Linked DNA regions of Mus musculus: region 2 is linked to region 1. A link is a contact called in public Hi-C data. All regions are on one chromosome and are shown on one strand. The core of a region is the stretch at or near the end of the contact, and the rest is flanking DNA. Distances in the headings are between cores, read along the strand shown. Region 1 overlaps Cog6 (component of oligomeric golgi complex 6). Region 2 holds the start of Nhlrc3 (NHL repeat containing 3).

The links. A called contact is a pair of places that touch in the nucleus more often than the background predicts.
Region 2: a Hi-C map of centrocytes shows a contact between it and region 1, with 2.8 times the contacts expected there. The contact joins the promoter of Nhlrc3 here to the enhancer-like site in region 1. A contact is called at or near these places in 8 of 39 promoter capture datasets (the C10 cell line, the HPC-7 cell line, cranial neural crest and 4 more), 2 of 15 datasets of contacts at CTCF or cohesin (large pre-B cells and pro-B cells), 8 of 484 Hi-C or Micro-C datasets (the G1E-ER4 cell line, bone marrow-derived macrophages, centrocytes and 5 more), 30 of 115 datasets of contacts at active chromatin or transcription factors (the 230-238 cell line, the NIH/3T3 cell line, T-cell acute lymphoblastic leukemia and 24 more) and 3 of 9 other capture datasets (adipose tissue, embryonic stem cells and pancreatic islet).

What each region holds. Positions count from the first base shown.
Region 1 is chr3:52,986,972-52,992,868 of GRCm38.p6, reverse strand. Cog6 (component of oligomeric golgi complex 6) reads left to right here. Exons shown (of 19, transcript NM_026225.3): 15 at 1-114; 16 at 2,803-2,910; 17 at 3,706-3,759. Among named protein-coding and RNA genes, the nearest start is that of Cog6, 27 kb to the left of the region's middle. Within about 2 kb of position 2,363, at least 41 of the 459 cell types and tissues checked have an H3K27ac peak or open chromatin away from gene starts, as enhancers often do. A contact at or near this core is called in centrocytes, where this site is marked.
Region 2 is chr3:53,460,081-53,465,977 of GRCm38.p6, reverse strand. It overlaps Nhlrc3 (NHL repeat containing 3), which reads left to right and starts at 2,720. Exons shown (of 7, transcript NM_172501.2): 1 at 2,720-2,918; 2 at 3,514-3,666; 3 at 4,199-4,346. The coding sequence starts at 2,835. It overlaps Proser1 (proline and serine rich 1), which reads right to left and starts at 2,183. Exons shown (of 13, transcript NM_173382.2): 1 at 1,659-2,183. The coding sequence starts at 1,703.

The DNA of each region.
Region 1 (5,897 bases), core at 1,114-3,613:
AATTTAGGCACAGCTGACATGGCCACGTTCATGGTCAACTCACTGTACATGATGAAGACAACCCTGGCTCTGTTCGAATTCACAGACAGGCGCCTAGAAATGCTTCAGTTTCAGGTGAATTTTGCTAGAAAGAGGATTCTCTGATTTTGCATTTTCAGCATACCAGCTTTTGACAAATGTCAATGGCCTAACTCCATGAGTTCCTTAAGGTAGTCTATCCAGAGGATGTAAACACATGCATGCATGATTGTATGCGCTTGCAAGCACACACACACACAATTTTGGCTTTCAGTTTTAGAGATGCCAGAATGTGAGGAACGTGATGAGATTGTAGTGTGGATGGTGCCAGGAAGCTCTCTGATGGACTTGAATGTTCAGTGCTATGCAGATGCCGTGTTACATGGCAGGCTGTATTTCTCCAGCAGTGCACTGTGTACAGCAGGTGGTACAGAGGACAGAAGCAGTACCAGGCAAACACTTCTTTAACAGTCACTGTTCCCGTTAGCCCGCTGGTGTCTCTCAAAAACTGAATGATGGCTGAGTCAGAGCCATCTGTAAGTTACCTAACTAACACTTGGGTACTGATGCACTGACTGGTAGTGCAGCGTTCAAGGGAACAAGGCTGAAGCAAAGACCCCGAATGTTCTATTATAAAAAGCACGAACACTTTAGTAGTGAATATAGTAAGTTTGATTTGTTGCTTTGTGTTTTTCTGAGAAGTAGCTTTTATATATGTAAATTTTCTAATTTCTAACTCTTTTAAAAATACTTGAGGAGGATCAATAATAATAACATCTTAATAATGTTGGAGTTTGCTGTACAAAGGCACAGTTGTGAACTAGTGTCTCCCATTCACCTATTTGTACACTCATTTCCTTTGGAATGTACATTGGCAGCTCTAAATTCTGGTGTGTGACACTTAAGGTTTTGGAGAGGATCCAGTTTTTAATACCTTTTAGCTTAGCACACAAATAATGGGCTTCAGGATAGCATCTGCATGAGTGCATGTGTGCTTGTCCACTGCCCTCTCCTCTGTTCCTCCTGTCCCCAGCCCATGCCCTCTCCTGCTGCCTGCTGCTTCACTCTCAGCCCCTCATGCTTATCTGTGTCTTCTATTCCTCACGACCTCGTCCTCCTGTCCCCACCCCATGCCCTCTCCTGCTGCTTCACCCTCAGCCCCTCATGCTTATCTGTGTCTTCTATTCCTCACGACCTCGTCCTCCTGCCTCATGGTCACTTTGGCCTTCTTGACCTACACTATAGTCTGAGGCAGGAGATGGCCTTCTGAAGAGTCTCTCCTCTTTTCAGTGCTGATAACTGAGCCATGTAAGGGAGAATGATTAATTTCCATACTTCATAAGTATGTTTTGCATATTTGTTTCTAAGTCAACCCCAATTCTCTGCCACTTGTCTCAGATCTATTTCCTTAAAATGTTCATTATTTTGCATTACCAGCAGTTACATGCTTGTCTGCAGTTCTGTACATTTTCTGCATGGCACAAAGTTCCGTATCTGTTAGATGGAGTTTGTTAGTTTGTCCAGAGTCTCTATGCTCCCCACCACGTATGATGTGTGCGCTGGACTCTGCACACACACTTCTAGAGACATACAGGGGTAAAGCTAGACTGAGGTTCATGGGATCCTCCAGCTACAGTTTGTGTTGTTGGGTTGAGGCTCCAGATCCCACCATCACCTCACTCCTCTCCAGCTGTCATCTAGCTTTCCCCAGCACTGCTGCTAAGATCAGGCAAGTCTGAGCCTCCTGGAATAACAGGCTCTGTCCACCTAGAAGCCTGTAAGGATTTTTCTTTGGGTTCAGTTACTTCTCCACAACATATTAGGTATTTCTTTTTTCCGATTATTCCCATCATAAACATTTGAGAGCCATTTCCGTTCAAAGATTCAAACTTTTCACTCTGTCTGACTGTCTGTCTGTCTATCTGTCATCTCTCTGTGTGTTACTCTCTTACACTCTGCAGATCCTATCTTTGTTTCATTTTATATCATGGGTCTCTTCTCCAGTTTACTGTGCGACTCTTTGTCTCATTTCTTTGATATTTTCTGTCTCTTTCTTTTTCAGTTCACTGACTTGGCTGTCAGCACTGTCTTCTTTTTCACTTTCATTAAACGCTTACATTTGAACGAACTATTTTTTTTAGGTTTCAGTAAATCCAGGAAGTAAGGACCCTTAGTTATGCTTCCTTGGGTATTTACATGAAAAAGAAGAACGTGGGAGGCTTCTTGGTGGGAGGAAGGCTGGTGCTGGAGTGGCTTGAACTAGGCAGGCTTTGACATAGCGCAGAGACGGGAGTTGGTGGTGCTCTGTGTAGTTGACAGATTGTAAAATTGGGGACGCTTCGTGGTGTGTAAGGGAAGGGGGAGGCTGGCAAGTGGGAAGAGCAGCTTCCTTTTATTGGGGCGCTTTCCTGCAGGTGCCTCATTTCTCAGCTGCAGCGCCGATTCTCACCAAGGTTCTTCGGAGATTGGGCTGTCCAGGGAAGGGAGGGAGGCAGGCTCAGGATGTAGCCTTCAAGGCCTCGTTCTCCCTGAGTAATTTATTTCACATGGTTGTGACGACTTCCGAGTTCTGCTTTTGAAACAGCTGAGAGAACAGGCACCCATATTTCCTAGCTAGTGGCCAGCCCTGGAACTGTTGGTTAGTTGTAACTAAGGGAAGCAGCAGCTGTCTCGGACAGACGGAGGCTGCCTGTCAGGTCCATGATGGCCGCCCGCCGGCCCAGTGTGCTCTGCTCTTACTGATAGTTCTCTTCTAAGTGCTTCTTCTGCTGTGCTTTATTGTAGATTGAAGCCCATCTGGACACTCTTATCAATGAGCAAGCCTCTTATGTTTTAACTAGAGTTGGCTTGAGCTACATCTACAACACTATACAGCAACATAGACCTGATCAGGTGCGTACCACTTGGCCTGGCAAAGGGGCAGCTGGGGTGGCTTCTAGAGATGACTCTAGAGTTTAATCGTGGCCCTGCTACGGATTAGCTGTCTTCTGTGTTCATGTCCTGCGCTGAGACAGGCTAAGTACAGTGACTGTCAGGGCTAGGAGAACGCCTGAGAATGAGAATAATTATTGGTGAAAAGTAATGAGAATATTTAGGAATTAGTGTCACAAGATGCGAAGACAGAGAAACTGGTGTTACAAAGTGTATGCAATGTTCATACTGATGGATTTTTAAAGTCCCATTTTATTTTCAACCAAATGAATGTATGGATTGCTAGACAAGTAATATAATCCTCCATCTAACTTAGCAGATCAGTAAAGAAAAATGTTCTGAACTGAAATAATCTTACAGAACAGAACCCCAGTACTAATAGGTCCTGGGGTGATGGGAAACCCTAATACAAAGTACCATCCTGCCTTAAAAATTAAGCAAAGAATTAGCAGCTTTTGTTCTCTAATTTTTCTGAAATGGATTGACAGTGCAACTTCGCTGTTCTCTGCTCGCTTGGAGGGCAGCAGCCTCCACACCTGGCCGCAGCCTCCAAGTGCTTGTCACTTTCCTTTCCTTGCTCCGAGTACATCTCAAGGGTGGTGGTGTTTCCGTTGTTGATAACTTGCGCCTTTGCTCCTCAGTCACCGCCCTACTCTTACTGTAGTTACGAGAAGCCGCTTTTCTTTGGAAACAACTATGTGATTTTTCTGAACTTGGGCAATCTTCTAATGAACCATTTTTATAACTTTCTTCTAGGGTTCTTTAGCCAATATGCCCAACCTGGATGCTGTGGCGCTGAAGGCTGCAATGGTAAGTGCGTAACAAGACATTTCAAGTGGGATTTCCTTAGGCAGGGCTGCCCATGGCTTACTGTGTGGTGAGAATGTCCTAGGTAACAGCTTTGCTCTCTTGACGTTCAGTTGGAGCCCAGTCACAGCTCCTGAGTGTGTGCTCCTTTTATGAGTTCTCCCAGGATTTATCGTGTACTGGAATCTTCTATCAGGCCTCAGTCACGTCACCAGCACAGTTTAGAATTTCTTTATTTTCCGAGTTTGGTTCCTATTGTGGCAGAGAAGCAGGCGTGGCGACAGATGTGAAGCACAGACTTTGTACTGCCGGCTCCTGCTCTAAACCTGTGCTTTTCCCTGAGGTGATAAGTAGGATTTCAGTGTGTGTGTTATTCCTCTGCAAGAGACTCATGGAACCTTCAGGTTATGGTTTTCAAGTGAACAGCTCCAGTTGGAGCAGCAGTAGGATGCTTGCCTGGCATGCATGCAGTTCTGTGTTCCATCCCTAGCACTACCCAGCATGCACACACACACATTCACATGCACACTCAGACACAGTTACACACGTGAATACACACATACACAAACTCACAAATGCATACACTCATGTACATTCACACAGGTATACACATACTCAGGCGCGTTCACACTGATAAACATATCCACACTCATGCATACACTCCGGCACTTACTAAACATATCCACACTCATGCATACACTCCGGCACTTACTAAACATATCCACACTCATGCATACACTCCTGCACTTACTAAACATATCCACACTCATGCATACACTCCTACACTTACTAAACATATCCACACTCATGCATACACTCCTGCACTTACTAAACATATCCACACTCATGCATACACTCCTGCACTTACACATACACTGATAGTCTCAGGTAAGTACAAATAAACAATCATACACATCAATATACACTAATGCACACTCAAATTCATACATTCAGTCAGTGACACACCTATACATTCATGCACGCTTCCAAACACACGCACCCATCCGTATACTAACACACACATGCACAGTCTCTAGCACACACACAGGAGTTTATTTCTTCCTTTTAGGATGAGCACCACTTTGGGCAGCATGCTTTTCTGACGTAAGCTTGCTCTAGGCATATGCCATAGATGTGCGTGTATGTTCTGGGCATGACTTGTAAGTCATGTAGCCCTTCACTCATTAGTGAAATTCTGCATTTCACAGCGCACAGTTGCTATAACTCCTTAGTTCCATTCACCCAGAAAGTCAGCTTCCAGAGTCTGGAGGCTCGCCTGCTGCAGTTGCCATCTGTCCTGAGAACAGTTCTGATACCAGAGACCCTCTATGTTTCTCTCTCAGCTTCTTTTCCTGATAGAATACTCAGACAGAATCAAGTTAATGAAGAAAGGGTTTGTTTTAGCTCACAGTTAAAAGTTTCTGCCTACTTTGAAACAGCTGGCCAGATGCAGTCTATAGTCAGAAGAGAGCAGTGAGTATACATATTCGTCCCCACCCTATGAAATGGCATTGCCCTGATTCAGTGTGGGTCTTCTCACAGTTAACCCAGGTAAGATTCCTAGCAGGCATGCCCACAGCCCAGCCTAACTTACATAGTCCTCACTGAGACTCCTGCCCAGGGAACTCAAGGCCCTGCCAAGCAGGCAATTGACATTAACCATCACAGCCATATTCCAGGACTGAACGTAACTAAAAGGCTTATGCTAACGACTCTGCAGAAGAGACAGGAGGACTGGCAGTGCTGCTGTTGGAGAGCCTGTAGTTGAGAGCCCTAAGTGAAATGCATAGGGTACATTATATCATGGTAAAAACAAAACAAAAACAAAAAACAAACAAACAAAAAAAACTCCACAAAGAAAAAACAATCATCGTATATATTAAAGTAAAAACTGTACTAGAAACTGGAATTTCAGAGAAAAAAAATCATGTTTAAAAATTCTGATGACAACGAGTAGATTTAGGATTCACTTAAAAAGACCTAACTAACTTTCTTGGAAAGATATTTATAAGGTTCAGGGATGGTGCAGTCAGTAACGTGCTTGCCACCCAAGTCTGAGAGCCTGAACTCAGTCCCTAGCACCCACTTAAAACGCCAGATGTGGTGGCGCACACCTGTAATCCCAAGTGCTGGCAAGAGGA
Region 2 (5,897 bases), core at 1,471-3,970, 470 kb before region 1:
AAAAACAAAAACCACCACCACCACCAAAACCCCAGACTCCTGGGGGAGTATTAGATACCTAATGAGGGCTTGGCTTGGGGTTGTACACTGGGAGTCCACCACCTAACTCCAATTAAGAAGCTGGAGTCAAACAGAAAGTGCTTACTAATTAACAGCTCTTATTACTCCCATTTTGAGAAAACAAAACAATGCCTTTCCTATTTTTCCCCCAAGTGTCTTCTCACATGCTTCTACTTTGAGAAGTGAGAGCCAGTATTACCTGTGGGTGTACAGTAACAACAGAAGAGGAGGCCCATTGGCATGGACATTTACAAAATCTAAAGCAATTTCTAAAAATTATAGCACCACCCCTACTTAAAAACGCCCATATCTATTTTACTGCATTTTAGTAGACTAAGACACTGTCGCTGTCTTCTCCATCTGGCAAAGCCAACTGGCGACACATTTTGATTGCAGACTAGAACTGTGGCCTTGAAGGCTACCCCGTCTGAACAGACTTTTATCTCTGGAGCCTTTCCGATTCCCTCGTTGATATTTATTACCAGACATTTTTACAAGGCTGAGAAGGGAGAAGATAGACATATGCATGTCTGCATTCATGTCTACCTTAACTTAAAATTTATTTTCTCAGAATGGTTAAAAAACAGCTCAGAAACCAACTGTGGCAAATTCTAAGTACATGATAAAAAGACATTTTGTTTCAAATTTTAATTAGATGAGACTCAGCAAGTGCAGAAGTTTATTTGAAAAGAAAAAAATTCAGCACCACCAAATATGAAAGATTAAATATATGTTATCTGAAAAGGGGGGAAGGGAGGAAAAGGGGTCTTACAAAGAGCAAAACAAAACTCTAGATCCGCTGGTCGTGGTGGCGCCCGCCTTTATTCCCAGCACTCGGGAGGCAGAGGCAGGCGGATTTCTGAGTCCGAGGCCAACCTGGTCTACAAAGTGAGCTCCAGGACAGCCAGGGCTATACAGAGAAACCCTGTCTCAAAAAACAAACAAACAAACAAAAAAACAAAAACAAAAACCTCTAGATCTGGCGCCAATTTTTGCAGTGCCAGTCAGGGGCACCGTTTGAGATGCCGAACAGATGCAAGCTGTGAGATGCTGTGAGGTCACAGCACTGCCCTTTCTGTCAAACAGGCAACCTGCTATTTTTTATGTAAGAGATACTTTTAGCCTCAACCTTACATTCCAAATTTTTTTTTTTTTTTTTTTTTTTTTTTTTGCTGCCTGGTTCCTTCCAGGAAATAGGAAATATAAACAGTGTCAAAAAGATGGAAGGAGAGCAAAGGCAGGGGAAGAGATCTGGAAAAGAACTTTCTCGGCATCCCTTCCAGTGCCTAGTCACTCCTGTTACCGAACCATGTTAACATTGAATAAATGTCAGTCAACCAAAAGCTCAGTTATTACGGATTTACAGTTGGCTCCGGGGCTGTAGGTAGTACAAACGTAATTCCCGTACCACAATGACTTCCCAAGTTTAGCAGTGAGGTGGTTTATCTTCTATTTAAGCGGTGCAACGGACCAAGATGCAAGTTCTTACGTTACACAGGAAAGTTCAAGTTCCTCTGCTGACTACACACAACACCTCAAAGAAAGTAACTCACGACCATTATTATCTCAGACGAATTTCAGGGAACAAGGTCAATTACCTTTCGAATTTCATCCAGCACCGTCTCAAAGGACTTTTTGTCCATCTTGAGTACTATTCCGTCGTGACGTCTCACAGTTCTTGCAATTACAAAACGCTCATCCCAGGTTCGTCTCGTGGATAATACACCAGGAGGAGAAAGGAGGCGAGGAGGTAGAGTATTGCAAACTGCACCAAAACAAAACAAAAAATCCCAGAACGAAAACTTGGAAAAAGTTGGGTTTTTTTTTGTTGTTGTTTGTTTGTTTTTTTAAATAAAAATCAGACTTCAGTAGCTTCTTCACACAAAGCTTCAGCTGCTCAGAGCAGAGCGGGCTTGTGCGTTTGCAGAAATCAGGGCTCCGGAGGGTGCCGACAGCCGGGTGCTCCGGGGAAGGCCGCCGAGCCACGCTCCGCTCACCGCCGTGATCCGGGACACGTGGCCCCGCGGGCGCTCAGACCCGCCGATCCGCCCGATCCCGGGGTCCCGCAGCTCCGGCAACCGGCGGCCCCCGCAGGTCCTTTGTTACGGGCTTTCGTAGCTTCCGGGAGCGGGCGGGCGGCCGGGGCGCACTAGGAGCCGGACGAAGGGGGCCAGAGCCTTGCGAAGGGAGGCTCTCGAGCACCTCAGCGCTCATACGGCCAGGCGCCCAGCGGGTGCTCCCCTAAATGCCCCACCAGCTCCAGGGGACCTTTGATAGAGCGTGTCGCGCCCACAAGACGCAATGGTGCACCGCCACCTTAAGTCGCTTTTGCACAAATGATTAGTTTGGGGCGTCGGGGGGGGGGGGCGGGGTCCTAGTGTGGGAATATAGGCGTCCACGGCAGAAGCCTGAATGCTTGTGGAGCAGACGTGACTAAAGTCCTTTTCGGAGCGTGGTAGTCATTGTTTTAGTGTCACGATCCCCTAACTCTTCAGTTTCTCGGTGCTCTGTTTTGCTTCTTGAAAGTGAGTTTAAAGGAGCGAAGAGTAAGTAGGTCAGGAAGATCTGCGGACGCCGCCATCCTAGTGGCCAGGAGCACCTCGGCGTGGGGACCAGGGTCACTCGCTGGGCGCCTGACTCGGGGCGGAGCAAGGAGCAGGACACCCGGAATTAGTCTTCGGCGGTTCTCCGGTCGAGTTTCCCGGTGCTTTAGTCTGCCTCTGCCCTAGAGCCGGCTTCAGGCCTCGCTGACTTTCGCCTCCCAGACCCTCGCGATGGCGAGAGCCTGGGTCTGCCTGGCGGGCGCCGCCTTCTTCCTTTCCTGTCTGGTTTTGCATTCGCGCTTCTGTGGCTCGCTGGTAAATAGCAGGCAGAAGGCTGTGGGTGTGGGTGCCACCGAGGGGTACAGCCCCTGGGGTCCCAAACCTGCTCCCCTGGGGCTCAGCAGCTGACGACTCGTCCTCTCATTTAGTGTAAAAAGAATGCACGTGGGGCTGGGGAGGTGGCGCGGAGGTTGGGAGCTCGAGCAGCTTTTTCAGAGGACTCAGGTTCGATTCCCAGCACCAACTTGAAGGCTCACTCTCTCACTGTAACTCCAGTTCCAGGGAGCCTGATGCCCTCTTCTGGCCTTTGTGGGCACATGGTGCACATAAACTCACCCGAGCTCATGCACACAAGTCTAAATAAAAATAAGTAAACATCACACACACACACACACACACACACACACACACACACACACACTGGATTTTCCCCAGCTCTTACTACACTCTTAAGTCACACACACACACACACACACACACACACACACACTGGATTTTCCCCAGCTCTTACTACACTCTTAAGTCATCATTAGACTTTTCTTATGGTTGTTTTGATCTTTAGATATACAATCTTATTTCCGGCTACCTTCTGGTTGTCGAACTGAATCTGAGTATTTTGATTTTATTTGAGGTTTCAAGGACATTTTCTTTTCACGTTTCCTGGAGAATGGAGGACCCTCTTTTCCGGCTGGATTTGGGTTGGCCCAAGAATTCGGAATACTTCACTGGTGCAACATTTTGTGTTGCAGTTGATTCCCTCAACGGGTTAGTTTACGTAGCCCAAGTAAGTAGAATGCATTTTTTTTTTTTTTTAATATGTGAGCCTGTGAGGTCAAGAGAGACCAGAGTGTTAATGCGGTTATCAACTACCAGTGGTTTCCAGGATTGAACTCTGAGTGTCAGTCTTGCTTAGCAAACACTTTCATCTGCTCAGCCATCTCTTCAACTAGAGATTTTTTTTTAATTTTAATTATATACATTCAGTTTGATCACAACAGACAGGAATAATAAAAGAACAGTCAATCTGAGCATGACAAAAAGGAAAAAAAGAAGATGAACAGAAAGGAAAGAAGTGTTTCCCACCTAGATAGCCTGCTGCATTTATAGTATGCTAACTATGCAATTTAATTTTGAGTTGGCTTCAAGTGCACATTTTAGATTTGTATGCATTAGAAATTATTAAGTTTTGAAGTTAGTGCTTTTTTTTTACACACTTCTAAATTTCTTATTATACTTTCATTTTGATTTCTCTGACAAAAGTAAAGATTAGCGTTCCTATTGAGTGATTCTAAGCAGTTGTTTTTGTGTGCCTTCAGAGAGGGGATAACATCCCCAAGGTATTAGTGTTCTCAGAGGATGGCTATTTCCTACGAGCCTGGAATTATACAGTTGACACACCCCATGGTATGTTTGTCTCCGGCACACCATTTGAACAGTCCGTCTGGATCACGGACGTAGGAAGCGGTATGTGTAGTACTATCTATTAAATTGCCTTCCTAGATAGAGTCACATCTTTGCCCATGTTCTTGCTTATACACTTTAAGGCTAGCATTGCTGAATCTAATCATAATTTCCTTAATATTTCATAAAATCATGTCTTTCTACAAATTTGCACCACACTACTGTATAATCAAGAAATTCAATAACACTATAATCCCGATCTTTTAAACTTGTCAAGGGAACTTTATTTGGGTGGGGGTGGGATGGGGGGCAGACTGTCATTCTTCAGGGCTATCTATCTTGTCTTTTGAACCAAAGTCTCTCTCTCGCTGGCCTGGAACTAATGAGCAGGGGAGGTGAACTGGCCAGTGAGTCCTCGGCATCTTCCTTTCTCCACTCGCCCAATGCTGGTGTTACAGTGCACACACTCATACACAGCACGGTTTTATTTCTTTGTTTTTGTTTTTCCTGGTATTGGCTCTAGGTACAGAACCCGGTCCTCATTCTTGAGTGACAGGTATTTTCCTGGTAGTCTGAACTATCCTTCCAGTTCAGAGCCTTTCTTCTTTGACCCTTCGCTTGCTGATCTCAGAGTAAGTCTGTGCCTCTGTAAAGTCAGGTCAGATGCCAGTCTTTAGAGAATCAGGGGACTCTCAACTTCTCTCTATACCAGCTGGCTCTTGAAAGGGCAAATGAGGGTTCTGAAGCCACCATTTGCTGCCCTGAGATTAGCAGAAACTGCTATTATTAACGGTTTTGAAATTCCACTCACTTAAGCATGTCTGAAACTTTCCCACCAGCAGATATTTTTAGTATACACTGTTGAAAAACAAGGTAGGCTAAGTAGCTTTCTAGCTGCAGAAGTTGTAGGAGACAACTGTTTGCCTGACTGCTGGTGTGTCCTACTTGACACAAGAGACCGTTCCTGTTGTCTTGAGGACCTGGCAGGAATGGGAGAGTCAGGGCGGATTTGGCTAGTACCCTTCTTGATCTGGTTATGGCTTGGAGGGTATCCTGTTTCCCCGGTGCTTGGTAACTCACACATCACTCTCAGCATCAGGAAGGTTGGGTTTTTACGTTGTCACTCTTGTTAACAGAACGTAAAGAGTTTCTGGGCTTCAGGTAGTCAGGGGGCTATTCGTTTAGTTAAGCCTTTATCTCGGAAGGTAAGTGCTGGTTAAACATTTGAAGAGTGGCAACTGCAGAGTGTTAAGCTGCCCACTTAGATTCTAAGTAAAGACTCAGGACTTTTCGTCTTTCTTCCTCGTATCTCTTTTCCCTCCCTTCAGATACTTGCCAGAGCCTGCGCGTGATTCTCTGAACACTCACTTCCCTTTCCTCCACCAGGCTGCTTACAAGCTGCGTGGCTTCCTCGGTTCCTCTTCTCCAGCTTCCTTCCTCAGGAAGCTGTCAAGCTTTACAGTGTGGGTAGCCTGGAGGTTTTCCTTTACATCCCAGTAAAATTGCCCTTGAACTTAAAAATAAATCTAGGAGATGGATTAGATGGATCAGTGGTTAGAACACTTTGCTTCCAGAGGACCTGGGCGCCGTCCCAAGCACCATGTGGCAAGGCAG